5 separate regions of the Mus musculus genome follow, and all the other regions are linked to region 4. The links are chromatin contacts, called in public Hi-C, HiChIP or PLAC-seq, Micro-C and promoter capture Hi-C maps. All regions are on one chromosome and are shown on one strand. Each heading gives the region's core, a stretch centred on a gene start, on an enhancer-like site or on the middle of the called end of the contact. The rest is flanking DNA. Distances are from core to core; before and after follow the strand shown.

Evidence for each region. Hi-C and Micro-C count contacts between places; a contact is called where the count stands out from the background. HiChIP or PLAC-seq counts read pairs in DNA pulled down with a chosen protein or histone mark. Capture Hi-C pulls out chosen DNA fragments and counts their contacts.
Region 1: a contact with region 4 is called in an H3K4me3 HiChIP or PLAC-seq map of embryonic stem cells, with 7 times the contacts expected there. The contact joins the enhancer-like site here to the promoter of Cplx2 in region 4. A contact is called at or near these places in 1 of 39 promoter capture datasets (embryonic stem cells), 2 of 484 Hi-C or Micro-C datasets (cerebral cortex and stem cell-derived primordial germ cell-like cells), 8 of 115 datasets of contacts at active chromatin or transcription factors (the 230-238 cell line, embryonic midbrain, embryonic stem cells and 2 more) and 1 of 9 other capture datasets (embryonic stem cells).
Region 2: a Hi-C map of cerebellum shows a contact between it and region 4, with 2.1 times the contacts expected there. The contact joins the promoter of Cltb here to the promoter of Cplx2 in region 4. A contact is called at or near these places in 1 of 39 promoter capture datasets (the C10 cell line), 5 of 484 Hi-C or Micro-C datasets (B cells, cerebellum, cerebral cortex and 1 more) and 1 of 115 datasets of contacts at active chromatin or transcription factors (large pre-B cells).
Region 3: a contact with region 4 is called in a promoter capture Hi-C map of adipose tissue. The contact joins the promoter of Simc1 here to the promoter of Cplx2 in region 4. A contact is called at or near these places in 2 of 484 Hi-C or Micro-C datasets (embryonic stem cells and pro-B cells) and 2 of 9 other capture datasets (adipose tissue and pancreatic islet).
Region 5: a Micro-C map of palatal mesenchyme shows a contact between it and region 4, with 2.2 times the contacts expected there. The contact joins the promoter of 4833439L19Rik here to the promoter of Cplx2 in region 4. A contact is called at or near these places in 1 of 39 promoter capture datasets (pre-B cells), 2 of 484 Hi-C or Micro-C datasets (embryonic stem cells and palatal mesenchyme) and 1 of 9 other capture datasets (pancreatic islet).

The regions. Positions count from the first base shown.
Region 1 is chr13:54,152,180-54,155,322 of GRCm38.p6, forward strand. No RefSeq gene overlaps it. Among named protein-coding and RNA genes, the nearest start is that of Gm34640, 28 kb to the right of the region's middle. Within about 2 kb of position 1,747, at least 29 of the 459 cell types and tissues checked have an H3K27ac peak or open chromatin away from gene starts, as enhancers often do. A contact at or near this core is called in embryonic stem cells, pro-B cells and stem cell-derived primordial germ cell-like cells, where this site is marked.
Region 2 is chr13:54,610,073-54,613,719 of GRCm38.p6, forward strand. Cltb (clathrin, light polypeptide (Lcb)) reads right to left here and starts at 1,301. Exons shown (of 6, transcript NM_001347512.1): 1 at 1,006-1,301. The coding sequence starts at 1,192.
Region 3 is chr13:54,501,745-54,505,059 of GRCm38.p6, forward strand. It overlaps Simc1 (SUMO-interacting motifs containing 1), which reads left to right and starts at 2,061. Exons shown (of 10, transcript NM_176987.4): 1 at 2,061-2,260. The coding sequence starts at 2,132. It overlaps LOC115486438 (a long non-coding RNA gene), which reads right to left and starts at 2,570. Exons shown (of 3, transcript NR_168901.1): 1 at 2,025-2,570.
Region 4 is chr13:54,369,825-54,373,415 of GRCm38.p6, forward strand. Cplx2 (complexin 2) reads left to right here and starts at 1,525. Exons shown (of 4, transcript NM_009946.3): 1 at 1,525-1,751. The region is part of intron 1 of LOC115488208 (a long non-coding RNA gene); the gene reads right to left.
Region 5 is chr13:54,563,748-54,566,932 of GRCm38.p6, forward strand. It overlaps 4833439L19Rik (RIKEN cDNA 4833439L19 gene), which reads right to left and starts at 1,635. Exons shown (of 9, transcript NM_133797.4): 1 at 1,435-1,635; 2 at 768-874; 3 at 438-525. The coding sequence starts at 465.

The sequences.
Region 1 (3,143 bases), core at 497-2,996, 220 kb before region 4:
CATCTGTCTTAGGGTTTCATTGCTGGGGAGAGACACCATGATCAAGGAAACTCTTAGAAAGAGAACCATTTAACTGGGGCTGGCTTACAGTTTCTGAGGTTCAGTCCATTATCATCATGGCAGGAAGCAGGCAGACATGATGCTGGAGGAGCTGATAGTCCTATATCTAAAATCTCAGGCAGCAGGAGACAGTGTGCCACACTGGGTAGAGCTTGAGTATTGGAGACCTCAAAGCCCAACCCCACAGTGACACACTTCCTCCAATAAGGCCATACCTCCTAACAGTGCCAGCCCCTATGGCCAAGCAAGCACTCAAACCATACCTATTCAAACCACCACAACATCTCACAGGGACACAAGCACAGGACACAAATAGCATCTGCTAGAAACAAGGCACCAGAGCATCTGGCTCAGTTGACAGGTGAGACCCCTGCAGGCCAGACTGGGTGTCTGCTTCATATGCAGGTGTCATGGGAGGGGAATAATTGTGCATGAAGGTGCTGGAGGCAAGATGTGGCCTCTGGTCCACATCCTTTATGAATCTCCCTCTACTCCAGGCTCCTCAGTCACCTCTGACTACAGATCTTTCCACCTCCATTTTCTCAATGGGGTTGATAAATGGCACCAATTTGGGAAATCGGTTTTGGAAAATCGGTTAAGACTCCCGTCTATTGATAATACTGGCATAGATAAAATCAGACCAAGATTGATTCACATCCACTGGCAGGTTGCAGCACAGCAATCTGCCCTCCTTATGTACCGGTCCCTAAGATAAACATAGCTAATCAAACTCAGCATCCTTCCCTACTGATGCACAGGAATCTGCCCTCCTTCCGCATGGGTCCCCACAACAGACATAACTAATCAAACTCAGCATTCTTCCCTACTGACTTCTTAACAAGCTCTCCAGGCAGCCAATTAAAATGCACACGGCCGCTTAGGAAGAAGCTAATGCACCTAATGGTGCTGACTGCTATGAGGATCAGGCAGTAATAAGGGGAGAAGAGCAGTTTCCCAGTCCAAGAGCAAGAAGACAAAAGCCCAAAGCAGCTGAGCACCGAAGTACGAGGACCACTCCTACTCCGGATATCAGGAAGGCTTCCATTTGGTGGTGGAGTGGTTTGCAGCAACTCTTTGAGCAACAAAGAACCAACTCAACTTAGCTTCTGTACTCATTTCTATTTTTCCTTGTTCTTTCCTCTATCCAACCTGCTGCCCCGCACTGGTTTCCTTCATTAATGAAGCTTCCCTGTGTCAGGGCAAGCTGGCCACCCACTTGCACCCCACAGCTTAGCAAGGAAATCACTTCATAGTGAGCCTCTAACTCAGAGGCTCCAGTCCGGTGAGACATGACCTCTGCATGGATTCACACATCCTGCATATCAGACATTTACATTACAACTGGTAACAGTAGCAAAATTACAGTTATGAAGTAGCAACAAAATACTTTTATAGTGGTGGTGGTAGGGGGTCACCACAACCGGAGGAGCTGTATTAAAGGGTCACAGCATTGGGAAGGTTGAGAACCACTGCTCTAGCCGCATACCTGGGCCTGGGGTTGCCCAGGCCTCTTCTGAGGACTCCTGCTGCCCACCCTAGTGCTAGCAGTGCACAGTGAACGTGGTAGGGTTGCCCTCTGAAAAACAGGAAACAATGGCTGAAGCGGGAGGAGCTCAAGTGAGGACAGGCAGTTCTCAGATAAAGGTGACACCCCTGAACTCCGCCTCTGACTTCCAGCAGGAGTCGAGCAAAGCAGCCAGGGGGAGGAGCAGGGTCCGTGGCCTGCTGAGAGCAGCACGCTGCCTCCTCACTTCCCTTGGGAAAAGCTCAAGTTTTGCGAAGCAGTGCTGGGTGATGGGATCCTCCTCCTGAGAGACCAGCTCATCTCTGGAGGGAGTAGGTGACTCCATCTGCTCCCCACCCCTGTCTCGATGTATGTGAGTGTGTGTGTGTGTGTGTGTGTGTGTGTGTGTGTGTGTGTGTAGACAAGAGACTGAGAGAGAGAGACTGACTGAGACATCTATCCTAGTCCCTATGCCACTTGCCCATCTGCATTGCTGTCTTGCCTGGGCCCTGAGCCTTAGCTCGAGCAAGCAGTGATCTTCTTACATAGCCTTTCTGTTCTTGATTCTGGAAATGATGCGTTAAGTCTGTGCCTTGACATCTCCAAAATAAAGGACTGTAACTGGGATTGTAGGCCTCATAAACCCTTGCCTTCCCTACATGGCTTTTCACTGGGGTACTTTAGCAACAGAAATGAAACTGGAACACCTAGATATACACGAGTGCCTTGCAGACTTGTAAAAATATCTAACAATAGCGCTAACAGCTAAGAATCTTAAATAAAGACATTCTCCGTAAATGGCAAACGATGCTTTCATGGGTCATAAGATTGTTAAGTAAAAATGCCATTAGCAAGCAGAGGTTATAGCCATATGAGTTGTGGCTAGAGAGACTCCCAAAGCCTCATAAAGAATAAAGGATACTGCCACTGGTGTTAGTTAGGACTACACAGTAAGACCCTGTGGTTTGTCTGAATGAAAATAGCCCCCAGAGACTCATAAGGAGTAGCTTAATTGTAAGTGTGGCTTTGTTGGAGTAGGCGTGGCCTTGTTGAAGGAAGTGCGTCACTGGGAGGTGGGCTCAGTCCAGGCCTAGTGGCTCACTGTGTCCTCCTGCTGCCTATAGATCCAGATGTAGAACTCTCTGCTACCTCTCCAGCACCATGTCTGCCTGCTTGCTGCCATGCTTCCCACCATGACAATAACAGACTAAAGCTTTGAACTGTAAAAAAGCCCCAGTTAACTGTTGTCCTTGATAAGAGTTTCTATGGTCATAGTGTCTCTTCACAACAATTGAAATCCTAACTAAGACAGACCCCATCGCTGAAGACCCCACATGCTTTGGATAGAAGACATGGAGAAATCAGGTTGGGACCAAGCTGGAAGCTGCCTCTTTATTGGCTGGCCTTTATAGCACTAGAGGATGCTAGTTCTGGTCAGCTATGGACTCTTCACTAAGAAATATAAACATACCAGGCAAAATGGGCCTTCTTTTCCAATATTGACATGACTGTCATGGGTGTAACCAACTGCTTCCCAATTGTATGCAAGTTTTGTTCCACAGTGGGCAACTCACAATTA
Region 2 (3,647 bases), core at 51-2,550, 240 kb after region 4:
GTTCCCAGTGGGGACGGCAACACAGCAAGTGTGGAAGGAAAGAAAGATGAATGTATACATACAATATTTATTTCCAACAGGACCATTAAACCTCTTTAACATGACACCAAAAAATAACAAGGTCTACTAGGAGGGTCACCATGAAGGTCCATATTTGTACTAAATATTTAAATATATTTATAAGAAATTGTTCCTTGGGGCAGAAGTATCAATGATAAACATAACAATGCAGGAAAAAGGTCCTGAACCCTTATGTCTGAAGCCACACGCAGAGGTCCGGGCCACCTTTGTAAATCCACTAAACAAACAGTTACAAACAGGAAGGGCACAGCTCTTGGCCATTTGTGCCCCTGCCTAGACTTACAGTCGGGCCCATGAAGGACTGTGAGGTCTGGACAGGAAGAATTCAGCATCCGAAAGAAGGGGTTGAATTCTTTATTGCTACTTCCTAGTTGTTTTAATAGTGTACCCTTTGAAGCCAGTTCTAAAATGGGTTCAGTAACGTGTATGAAATTATTATATGTAATTAACATTGTCTCCCGCACTGCTGCAGGACTGCAGGTGATCCCCAAAGGATGAGCTGCGAGTTCTCTGAGCGCCCCCTGCTTCCCTGCAGAAAGGAACGCTAACGCTAACGTCAGGAGGACGTGTCCGTCCCACACCTGTATCACTTAGCTAGGACACTGGGACAGTCTCAGAACTGAGCAGGGGGAGGGTTCCAGAGCCAGGGTGGAGAAGCTGGCCTGGGGATGAAATGTCATGACTAAATTCCTGTCCCCAGAGTCAGCAGATCCAGTCTCAGCGCAGATTCCAACTCATCTCCCGGCTCCTTCCTCTTTTCCCAGGCCTCACGGATACACACAGCCCCCCGAGGTACCCTTGGTCACCCTGGATAGCCGGACTCAGAGTACAGCAGGGACCCAGGCCGGGTCTGACCGAGACTGGGCCTCCCGCCCCCGGTGGTGGCCTCAGCCTCCCCGGTTCCAGGCCGCTGCGCTGACTCACCCCCGCTCGCGAGTCCCGGCTGCGCAGAGGCCACCTGGCTGGCGGCAGGTGCCCCGAAACCCGGGTCATTCTCGATGCCAGCAATCTCGCTTTCCTGCTGGGCCAGGAAGGCGGCCGCTGGGTCCTCCTCGGCGGCCTCCGGGGCCCCGCTCTCCGACGATGAGAAGAAGCCGAAGTCCTCAGCCATCTTCCCCGCGTGGCTGCTGTCACCTCCCGCCCGCGCCCGCGGCCCGCACTTCCCGTCACCCGCCCGGCTTGCCTGTCACTGCGGCTGCAGCGGCGGCGGGAGGAGTCGCGGCGGGAATGCGGTGACGTCAGCGGCCGAGGGCGGGGCCCGCGGGGCTGGGTGGTCGCCCCGCCCTCGGTTCGAGCCCCCGAAGCCCACCTTCGGCTCCAGAGCGTGCCAGCAGCACTGGGCTGGCACCGGGTGCATTGAACCGAAAAGTTTCTCCCAGAGCTGATTTTGTGAGCTGCGTGATACAAGAGTACTCTTCCTGCGTAGGAGGAGGGAGCTGAGGCTGGGAAAGGCTTGAGTGCCAGGCGCGCACAGCAGAGCCTTGTTCTCTCAGGACTGAGTAAAGCATCCCGCCGCCCTATCTGTGTGATGAGCCCCTGAAATCAGGGACTGTTCCTCTTTCTCCCTGTCTGGTGACATTGATGTTCCTTAAGGCAACTAACTGGCTGATTGTTTTGTCTTTCAATTTGAGCTCTTTCTCTAGTTCTTAGAGCAGAGGGTCAGTTTGTCCCATTATTGGTTAGGTTCCCGTTGATTACTCAGTACAGTACAGGTGGAGCCTGCTTTTTTCTTTGGTAATTAATATACGTATTGTGACAGCAGATTGTATGCCAAACTCGCATTGCACATTGCAATTACTTTCGCGGTTTTTGTTGTTGTTGTTTTGTTTTTTAGTAGCCTGTTTGACCTCAAATTCTTGTATAGCTGAGGCTGGCTTCAAAGTAGTGATTTTTTTTTTTTTTTTTTTTTTTTTTTGTATTTCGAGACTGTTTTTCTGTATAGCCCTGGCTGTCCTGGAACTCACTCTGAAGACGAGGCTGGCCTCGAACTCTGAAATCTAACAGCCTCTGCCTCCCAAGTGCTGGGATTAAAGGCATGCGCCACCACTACCCGGAGACCTTTTTCAAAAATACAGTATCTTTTTTGGTTGTGTTTTTGTTTTTCAAGACAGGGTTTCTCCATGTATCCCTGGCTGATCCTGGAGCTCACTCTGTAGATAAGGCCGGCCTCAAATTCATAAAGATCCACATGTCTCTGCCTCTAGGATGCTGGGATTAAAGGCGAGCACCACCACTGCCAGGTGAGTACCTCTCTTTTAGTCTTTGTCAATTTATATATATATATATATGTATATATGTGTGTGTGTGTGTGTGTGTGTGTGTGTGTGTATATGTGTATATATATATATATATATATATACATATACATATATATATATTATGTATACAGTGTTCTGCCTGCATATATGCCTGTAGGACAGAAGAAGGCACCAAGATCACATCACAGATGGTTGTGAGCCACCATGTGGTTGCTGGGAATTGAACTCAGAACCTCTGGAAGAGCAGTCAGTGCTCTTAACCACTGAGCCATCTCTACAGCCCTCTTTGTCATTTTATACAAACAAGTAATGCATTTTGAGCATATGCTCCCCCCTCACATATCTCACGCCTCCCAGGTATCCCCTCCCTAACAGTTCCCCTCCCCCACTTGAAATTTTTTTATTTATTTATATATTTATGTGAGGACACTGTAGCTGTGCAAATGGCTGTGAGCCTTCATGTGGTTTTTCAGAATTGAATTGGTTTAGGACCTCTGCTCCCTCTCCAGTCAACTCTGTTCACTCAGTTTTTTGGTTTTCCGAGACAGGGTTTCTCTGTGTAGCTCTGACTGTCCTGGAACTCACTCTGTAGACCAGGCTGGCCTCGAAATCAGAAATCTGCCTGCCTCTGCCTCCCAAGTCCTGGGATTAAAGGCATGGGCCACCACTGCCCTGCCCAGCAGATTTATTTATTTATTTTGGTTTTTCGAGACAGGGTTTCTCTGTGTAGCCTTGGCTGTCCTGGCACTCACTTTGTAGACCAGGCTGGCCTCGAACTCAGAAATCCGCCTGCCTCTGCCTCCCGAGTGCTGGGATCAAAGGCATGCGCCACCAAGCCCGGCTGATTTATTTATTATTATACATAGGTACAATGTAGCTGTCTTCAGATGCACCAGAAGAGGGCATCAGATTTCATTACTGGTGGTTGTGAGCCACCATGTGGTTGCTGGGATTTTAACTCCGTACCTTCAGAAGAGCAGTCAATGTTCTTACCTGCTGAGCCATCTCACCAGTGCCCCCGCCCCCCATCCTCTCCAGTTTTTTTGTGTTAGTAACCCACTGAGTTCAATTAACACTGCCTGAAGGAATGAGCAGGCCATCACAGTGACGCACAGTGAGGTTACCCCTGTAATGTTCATGCCACTGCTACACCAGTGAGAACTTTAGGTTTTTGAGTCAGTCTCACTACACAACTGTCTGGCCTTGAGCCTGCTATGTAGACCAGGCTGGCCTCAAACTCACAGAATCCATATGATTCTGCTTCATGCATGGTTTTTTAAAATTATTTTTTAAAGTTACACATATGTA
Region 3 (3,315 bases), core at 811-3,310, 130 kb after region 4:
GAAGCCTCAGAGTACTTGAGACTATATGAAGGGAAAGTAAAGAGTGGAACGGCCCATGGCGAAACGCTGAGGGGCATGGAGATATAAGGACTGGGAGCTGAAGAAATGGTTCAGTGGTTAAGAGAACTTGTTCTTCCAAAGGACCTAGGTTCAGTGCCCAGTGCCCACGTGGCTCACATCCACCTATAACTTCAAATCCAGGAGATTCAATGCCCTCTTCTGAACTCTGAAGGCACCAGGCATCTGTGTGGTGCACAAACATACATGCAAGTAAAACACTCATTTGTATAAAATAATATTTAAAAATCTAATAAAAGCTTAAAAAAAAAACCAAAGGACTAAGAAAAAAAAATAAAGATTTAAGGGCTGAGTGGAGGAACAAGAGGCAGTTAGACGCTAGAGATAACTGATTAGAAAAACCACAGTCAAAGAGACAGGGGTATAGCTTAGCCTGTATGGAGTCCTAGATTAGATTCCGTGTGTGTGTGTGTGTGTGTGTGTGTGTGTGTGTGTTGTGTGTGTGTGTGTTGAGATGGATGCTTGATAGCACTACAGGAAACTTACTTTACTGTATCCCTTTATAACAATTCACCCACTGGACCAAAACATCTGAAACCTGTGGTCAAGCTATTTGCCCAACAGGCCAGTGATCTCTCTCCTTCCCTTCCCTCCCCTTTCCCTCTCCCCTCCTCCTTTTCCTCCTCCTTCCTCTCCCTTTCTCTCACCCTGGCTGACCTTGGCCTTTCAAGAGCTAGGATTCAAGGCAAGCACCGTGATGCCTGACTCAGAGCAGTGAACCTTCAAGTGTGTTCACCAGACTCTAAGCAATGTCAATATCACCTAGAAACCTGAGAGAAATACCAATTTGGGGCTCACTCCCAAAACTCAGTTTCTCAGTCAGAAACACTGGTGTGTAGTCCTGCAAACTTTATTATACACTCTCTGGCTGATTCAGAAGTTCACTAAAGATTAGAAAACACTGCATCACACGCTGCTTAGACAGCACACAACAGCTTTGCCTCTAGGAACTCCCCCCTTTTTGTTAAAGACATTTTATTATTCTATTTTTTGAAGTTACTTGAGCATAAGCAGCAGGGTTTTGTCAGTATTGCACATTTTTAAAATAGCCATGGGCCCTATTTTGATTTAATGTCCCTACCCTTCAACAAAACAACCAAAGAATTCACTACTTACCCATATTTCCCTCTGATGGGGATACAATTTTATCCCTATATTTTCTGCTTGCTCACAGCATTGGAGTATACGGGCACTCTGGGACCTCATAGCTCTCTGTATGTGCCTTTTCAGTGGTTTCTGTCAACTAGAAACTCAACAAACTCTTACATCTGACAGTTTAAATTCCTGCGACACGTATTGTTGGTGAAACCGCAAATCGGCACAACTTAAGACAATTTGGTACCATTTGTCAAAATAACAATAAAAACATAGATTTGATCCAATAAACCTGCTTCTGGGAATTTATCCCACGGATTTACCTGCACACACAAGAGTGGGTATCTCTCCCTTATCTCAGCCAGAAGCCCCAGTCAATAAAACCCTAGGTTCAGGTTACCCTTTTCAGCCCCTCAGGGCTTCTTTAACCCGAAGGCGTCACTGCTCCTTCTGCCAGGTGCAGGCTCCACTACCGGGTCAATTAAATGCGCTATCAGAGGCTCCATCAGCTCACTCCAGTCCTCACACCTGCAGCCAGGGGCTCGTCACCAGCACTGCCCACTGTGATCGGTTGAGAGCGGCGGCGGACAACCTCTCAACCTCAGCGTTTTTCAAGCCCGCCGACCATGCGGCCCAGCCCCTCGGTTCTATCCCTCCCTTTCCCTCTCTTCCCTCTCTCTCCTTCTCTGAGGGAAAGGGAGCCTGGCTCCTCCAGGGTTCTGTGACACTGCCCTGACCCGGGCGCGCGGCTGCCCCCGAGATAGGCGGGGCTCCGAGCGGGACCGGTCCTCTGGAGGCGGGGCGCGGTGGGGGCGGGGCAATGGAGGGGGCGGGGCCGGCGGGGTACTAACCCCGGTGTCTGCGACGCCTTCGCTGCAGTCGCTTCAGCAGCTGGAACCGGAGTCGGAGTCGCCGGGGCCGCTCGCCGCTCGCGCGTGGCTCCGCCGGGCCCGTAGCCATGGAGGACTTTATCGTGATCTCCGACGACAGTGGCTCCGAGAGCTCGGCCGGGACCCGCTCGGGCAGGGCGCGGAGGCTGCGCCGGGCCCTGTCTCGGACCCCCGGCGCGCTGCCCCGCCGAACCGTGGTGAGTGAATCCACTGCCGCTCGCCACGCCCGACGGGAGCCGAGCGTCGCCCCCTCGGGGCCTCAGCGTTGCGACCCTGGCTCCCCGCCGCCGTGTCTTCCCGCCTTTGGCGGCCTCGGGCCTCGAGGAGCTCGGTGGCGCCGCTGGCAAGGCAGGCCTCGGGCTGGCCAGCGCTGAGCCCTACAGGGTTGTGCTGCGGAGCCGGCCGAGCACATGGGCGACACACTGAGCACCAGTGCGAGCTGCCAAGCGGTGGCCGGCGGTGGCCTCCGGCCCGAGCTGGCTCCAGAGCTTTGGCAGCGGGAGGAGTGGGGGGTCCTGGCCAGGCCGCAGCCGCCACCCGGACCTCGAGGCGGGCGCGCGGGAGCGCGTAATTGTTTGGCTTATGATGGGCACAGATGTGTGCAAGGAGGTAACAGGAGCCCCGGCTGCGAGCGAGGGAAGCGCCGCCCTTGGCATGGTGGCGGCTGCGCTGCAGGGCCTAGTTCTTGAGCTAGGGCCCCGATTTTTGAGTTGTGGAGAAGGACAGTTAATTTTGCTTTGCAGATGCGAATCACATACAAAGCCAGGGGGCGGGGCACTCCCACCTTTGTTTTTCCTTCGGTTCTTTATCTTTGTCCCTGCTCCTGAAGTGATGGAATAAAAATATCTGTGGTCTCTGGCTTTCTAGAACTCTCCACAGAAATTTAGTGACCTGACCCCTACCATGATCTACATGCTGTGGCTTCAAAAATCAAGGGATCCTTCTCTGTTCTTCCTAATATGTGTCCTAAATCAATGTCAGCTACTCTATAAGCGTGTAAATCACATTTTGAGTGCTCATTCATTCTAAGTTGCCTTTGGGAAGTCTTCCTACACCCAAAGGTAGGTGTCTTAGGATTACTGTTGCTGTGATGAAACACCATGACCCAAAGCAACTTGGAGAGAAATTGGTTTAGTTTACACTTCGCTGTTCATACTAAAGAAGTCAGGACAAGAATTCAAGCAGGGCAGGAATTTGGAAGTAGAGGTTGTGCAGAGGCCGTATGGTGAAGCGATGCTTTCTTTACCGGCTT
Region 4 (3,591 bases), core at 275-2,774:
GTCTTTTTATCTGAAGTGCAACTTGGATTTTGATGCTAGCTTGATCAACGTCCGTGTCAAAGGCAAAGCCCCAGTTGTAGCCAGAGTGCAGCTGGCACAGGCCCCCTTCACAGAGCATGTTTGCTGAAGAACTTGTAGAAAGGAAGAGACAGAGGCAGGCAGGGGAAGGGGTGCGGGGGGGGGGGAAGATTGCAGGTCTTAAAATGTCAGATCTCTTGGCTTCCAACTCCCTTTGGGCATTAGTGGCCAGTCTAAGTGTCTCTAATGAAACAGGAGCGTGTGACACACACACACACACACACACTTTAGGCCACCTAAATAGAGGGGCCCTGCCATCATACAAAGCTCCTGGTCTGCAGGGGAGCAGGGGGTGCACACTGATGTCTTCTGACTTGTAAGGTTTCTCCCACGTTAAGGCATCTACTGTGAACCCCTCCTTTCCCTCCCTGGATTCTGCCCTACCGCAGCTTGCAGCTCTTGCTCCTGGGAGAGAAGCCATCTCATCTCAGAAGCAGAAGTCATCCCCACTCTGACATAGCTCTGATGGATGCATGAACTTCTGCACTGCTTCCAAAGGCCAGGTGCAAGGCCCTCCCCACTGGAGCCATTTTCCTACACCTCTGGCTGGATGAAAAGAAGGGGCGGGGAGCCAATAGGTGGCAGGCAGAAAGGAGAGGCTCATTAGGAGAGAGGGGGAAAGATGAGTATGGGGGGAGGCTGAGCGAGTAGTAGGGGTCCCCCTGTTGTCTACTCCCTTCTCTTCCCTGGGCTTAGGAGGGAAAGCAGCGCCTTCTAGAATAACATAACCAGAGAACTATTCCTTCTTCCGAGGATAACACATCTACAGAAGACCAGGAGTAGCTCACCTAGGGTTCCCGCTGCAATTTTGCAGCAGTCTTTCTGCTTCTGGGTCCAGAGCAGAGAGCCACTCACCCACTAGGAGGGCCTTCCTCATCCCACACACCAGTGGTTCTGGAGTGAGCGCATAGCTGGACACTACAGTCATAAACTGCAGAAACGATGTGACAGTGGACTGTCTAGTCCAGAAGCCGCTCCCAGGCACAAAGAAGGGGTGATTGAAACTGGGGCTCCTTTAGGGAATTGGGCACCCCAACGGGAGTGTGCCTATCGTAGTGTGCCCAGAGTAACCAAAGAGAACTTTCCTGAAGAGGTGATTACTTGAGTTTCTGCTTTTAAAATCCTTTCTTCCACTCGTGCCCCCAAAGCCCTTCCAAACCTTCGAGCTTGTGGTTCTTGAACACGGAGGAGTTGGGAATGAAGCCTAGCTGCAGGCAGATCGGTACAGCTTAACGCGGAGAGAATAAAAGAGTAGAAAGGAGATAAGGAAGAGAGGGGAAAATGAGGGGGAGGAGACAGTGAGAGGGAAAGGAGAATGAAGAGAGGGGGAACAGGAAAGAGAGGGGAGAAAAGGGAGGGAGTGCAGGAGGGAGGAAAAGGGAGGGAGAGAGAGAGGGAGGGAAGAGAGAGAGAGAGAGAGAGAGAGAGAGAGAGAGAGAGAGAGAGGTTTTGAATTTCCCTTCTGGAAGAGAAGCTGTACGGCGTCAGGGCCTGGCTGAGGGGCGTGATTGGAGGGCGCCTTAGGCATCCGCCCGCCCGCGGCAGCAGCCTCGGCCCCAGCTTGCCTGGCGGAGTTACACCAGGCAGCGGCGCGAGCTGGCTGAGCACACGGCACCGCCTGCTGGAGTCAGCCGGAGCCCTGCAGTGGCTTAGACGGTTGCTGGGACCACCAGGTCGGTGCTGGCCGTGGGCCGGGGAGGCGGAGCCGGGCTGGGGGCAGTGGGGGAACGCTCTGGCTCCGGAACAGCGGGGAAGCCGGGCAGTGTAGCTTTGAGGGGCTCCCCAAGACCGCGGGGCGCTGCGCTGGGACTGCGGCCCCTACCCGCTCGCTGTGGTGCTGAAGGGACAGCTCCCCGCGGAGGCCAGGGGGACCGCTGGAGCTGCAGACTCGGGGCAGGAAGATGTGGGCAGATGCGCACCCGGAGCAGTGGGGCTTGGGGAGCTCCGACCGCCCCGAGTGCGGAGACTCAAGTGTGAACCTGGAGAACAACTTCGAGCCCGCAAGACTAGGGTGGGGGACGTGGTCCTCGGCTGCTTGGGGTGTGGCTACCCCTGAAGCCCTCCCGGACCCTCTGCTACAGGAGCAGAGAGTCACCCCGAGGGGTAGAGTTCGGTTCCCAAGGGAACCCGAGGGTGGCAGAGGCCAGGTGGAGAGAGGAGAGGCCACGTCGGTGGGGGGCAGGGGGGCTATTTGTCCTCTTCCCGCAGGAGCGCTGTTGGAGTAGCACGAGCCTGTGCAGGGTCACAGGCTGCTCCTCAGTCTCAGACCCTCCTCTCCCTGGCAAAGTTTAAGAGCAGGCGAAGGTTCAGAATTGAGAGGCAAGTGTTGGGGGAAGGGGACACGCACTGACCAACTAAGGGCCCCAGGGCAGAGCTGTTGGTCTCCATGAGGGCCGGGGGAGCGGCGCCTGGAAGCCTGCCCTCTCTTCTGTGGGGGGAAAACCCCCGCACTTTCATGACCCAGACGACTGATCCTTTTACTCTGGCCGGACCTCGCTGCACCCCCCGCCCCCCCCCCCCCACACACACACACCCTCCCCGCCACCTCTGAGACGTCTTGCTGCTAGGGGCGTGGGGTGGGGAAGTAGGGGAGACGTCCTCTGTCTCAGCCACTGCCATTAGCGTGGAGTCCCTTGCAAAAAAACAAAAAACAAAAAAACAACGGAGTGTTGAATTGAGTTGTGATTGTAGCCCGTACTTGAATCAGAGAAAAACAGCCGCAAAGACAAACACTGCAGGTGCTCATGTGTGCTTGTCAGAAGGAGGGGCCCGGTTTCTGGGACTCGAACTGGAACTAGAGCAGGTGCCTTAGCTGCCTTTGGCTGGGACTGACAGCAGGGGTGTGGGAGTGTGGGGTCTGGAGGAAAGATGAGGGGCCTGCCCTGGGTCCCCGGTGACTGGCAGCATGGAAACATTTGCATCAGCCTACCTACACCCCCTCCCCCTTTCCCCCAGTCCAACACCCTACCAGCAGCACCATCCTCCACCCCCACCAGCTTCCTTCCCGCGCGGAGACAGACGGCAGCTTTCCGCAGCACCGCTGAGGAGCGCCTCCTGGCGGTGAGGCCCAAATTCTCAACTGCACACAATCTGCAGGCCCTCTCTCCCGCGGTCCTCCTGGTAGCTCCAGGCGCGCACGCACACACACACACACACACACACACACACACACACACACACACACACACACACACACGCCAGTGTCTAAGAGGTTTAGAATCAGACATGCAGGCTCATGCTTTGAGCCCGTGCACACAACACTAAATTCCACTGAGCAAGCACGCTGAAGAGGATATCCTCTGAGGAGCCTCCAGATAGGTGAAATGGGTAAGACAGGCAACAGAGAAGCTCCCCAGATCACAAAGAAACGATACCCAGACAGCAAGAGCATGAATAGAAAGTGCTTTAGGTCTCACAAAAGCAACCCATCCTGTCGTGTCAGGGAGAACAGGGTCTGCACGAAGGGAAGTACTGTTAGCAAAGGGTCTTAGAAAAGTTGGCACTGTTGTGGAT
Region 5 (3,185 bases), core at 385-2,884, 190 kb after region 4:
GCAGGAGGATCTCTGTGAATTCCAGGACAGCCAAGTCTACAAAGGGAGACTCTGTCTCAAAAAAAAAAAAACAGTAGATGTAGATTTAGCAGCAACTCTGAACTTCACTTATGATTTCGCCTTTAAAGACAGCACTTGGGAGGTAGAGGTGGTAAGATCTCTGTGAATTCAAGGACAGCCTGGTCTAAATACAGAGTTTCAGGACAGCCAGAACCACACGGAGAAACCCTGTCTCTGGAAAAACAAACAAAAAGTGTTTACTCTTCACAAAAGACACTTATGGCAAGAGGCTGTAAGCCAAGGTCAGGGTGTATACCACGGCTGAGAAGGTGATGACCTAATACTAAAGAAGATCAGTACTAAGGATTCTGAGAAAATAAGCTCTCTGGGGGATGTGGGTGGGGGTACAGACTTAACCAATAAGAACTTAAGTTTACCAGGCACTTCTGGTTGTCTTGAAGCCATTGAAAGACAGGGATCCAGGTGTTTTTTTCTATACGTAATTCGGAGCTGAGTCCCTTCCACCTAATAAAAATAACATAGGGCATTTTCTTATGTTGCACAGCAGAGGGTCATTCCAGTGCTCTGACAGACACGCAGAGACTTATGGCTGGTAAGTAAGGTTGACACATACACACGCTAGAACCAATGAGTGACAAACACACCCCCGGAAGGATAAAGTCCACTAGTTTGCCAGTATCCTATGGCTGGCTCCTCTGAACACCCGAGAGGAGAAAGCCAAACCTCAGTTTAGACAGACACCTTACCACAGTGAAATGACGCCGGACTATGCAGACAGACAGATGTTAATGAGGAGCATTGCCCAGCTTCTGCAAATTAGCGAAGCTTCTGAGGAAGGGTCCATCCAGAGGCTCTAAGTAACAATAAACAAGCAAGGTTGGTACAGCGCCCCTAAGTCCACCGAACATCCGACCACTCCCCAGCCGGATTACATAGCAGCCTTTCCCCTTGGCAGAAATGAGCTATGCCAGCATAGAAGACCAACTCGGCATCACTAAAAGTCATCGCATTCTCACACAACCCTTGTCTTGAAAACAAACCCGCGGCGCTGCACAGCAGGCATTATTGGTCCAGATTTTTGTTCAAGTTCACTGCGGTCCTAGGGACATCCGCAAGCCAGACACACGCCCTTTCCCTCTCCCTTAGCGACCCCAAGCCCACGACTCTCTCGCAGGAGGTGCAAAACAAAGCCTCTGAGATGTGTAAAGCCAATCCCGACCTTCCCACGGTCCCACCCCTCAAGGCGAAGCCGGCTGGTTCGCAGCGAGCAGATGCTCCGAGGCTCACTGTGCGGGTCTTTCTGGTGTCCCTCGAGCCCCGCTAGGGTGGAACAGAGCCCCCCTCCAGGCCCCCCAGGCCGCGGCGCCCCGGAACTCAGGCTGCCCCCAGCTCCGCCAGGCCGCGGTCGGTTACCTGCTCGCCCGCCGCCTGCGGCCCGACTTCCCGCACTAAAGAGGCTCCGAGGCTCCAGATGGCCCAAGAGGCTGCTGGGCTGAACAGAGCAGAGCCATCGTGAGAGCGCGACGAACGCTCCCCTACGGAGGACAGTCGCCGGCCGGCAACCGAACCCCCAAACCACCCCGAGACTGTCGCAGGTCGCGCGAGACCTGACTCGAAGATCCGCGGGGCATGCTGGGAGTTGTAGTCCGAGATCTGAGCGTGCCTCCGTACCCACCACCACCGGAACACCTCCCTGTAGGTTGAACTCTAAAAGGGAATTCCACGGGGTTCCCAGAAAGGAGGTCACCTGTTTCCAGCACTTCCTCTGCGCTTTTTACTTGATTACAGAATTGTGGCACTTGGAGGCTGAGGCAGGAGCATTGCCTGAATCAAGGAGTGTGGTGGGGGCTGAGGATGAGAAGGGGGGAAAGAATGAAGATTGATGGCTGGAGATGGTTCAGTTAAAACAGTAATTACTGCACTTGCAGATGACCTGGGTTTGTTCCCAGCACCCAGGTTTGGTATCTCACAACCTCTTGTAGTACAGCTCCCAGGGTCTGCTGCCCTCTTCTGGCTCCCAAGGACACCGCAGTCGGTCTCCCATTCCCACATACTTGAATTTAAAGGGGGGAGACCCATCCCCCACTTTGCCAGACTCTCATTGCTTTATCAGGAAAGCAAGCTCAGGCAGCCTGTTAGCAGGTGGTGGCTTCTTGCAGGAAGCTGCAGATGTGGCACACAATAGACTTTACCTAGATTGGAAGACTCCACCCTAGGTGGGCTAGCCAACTGTGGCAGAAACAAAGTCTGATTCTGCCTGCTCAAGGCTGGGGGGAAGGGCACAGTTCAATGAACCATGAAGCCAGGTAGGCGCCTTCGTGGGTCGTGACCCACAGGTTAAGAACCACTACCATACCTCCCACACACAGAGAGGATCTGATAGTTAATCTTTCTCCCTTTAATTAGCAGTGGAGTCAGGCGGGCTCCACACTAGTACAGGACTAAATACAGGAGCATCCGCCTCCCCGGAAATGGATAATAACTATGAGAAAAGTGGACCTGGAGAGGTAGCCACTCAGAGGTCTCAAAAACACTTCCCTGCTCTGCTCCATGAGAGAAAGCTGAAAACACCCACACTCAACTCTGCTCCAAGTCCAAGGTTCACTGTCCGCTCAGGAAGAATCGGAGGGTGTTAAAAGATGGGAATACATTTGACTTTGCTTGCATTCTGTTAGGACCAAGACTGGGCCAGGAATTCATGTCTTCTGTAAGCTGTATACTTCATTTGTGAATAACACACTTGATTTGCAGTGTGACACTTGAAAAAGTATTCCCAGTGTTTTTACTTTACTGCTCCTGGGAGGAAAGGGTGCAGATCAATTCTCACATAAAAGGTTAAACATGGGGACGGAAGTGAAGGCTCCTCAATGGAGAACACTGGCTGCCGTTCCAAAGGACCCAGATTCAATTTCCAGCACCCATAGGACAGCTCACAGCTGCTTATCACTCTTCATCCAAGGGGTCCAATGCCCTTTTACAGCCTCAGCATGTGAATGACAGACAGGCACACATCTATGCAAGCAAAACAAACACAGGGCTGGAGAGATGGCTCAGTGGTTAAAAGGACTGACTACTGTTCCTAGAGGTCCTGAGTTCAATTCCCAGCAACCACATGGTGGCTCACAACCATCTGTAATGGGATCTGATGCCCTCTTCTGTTGTGT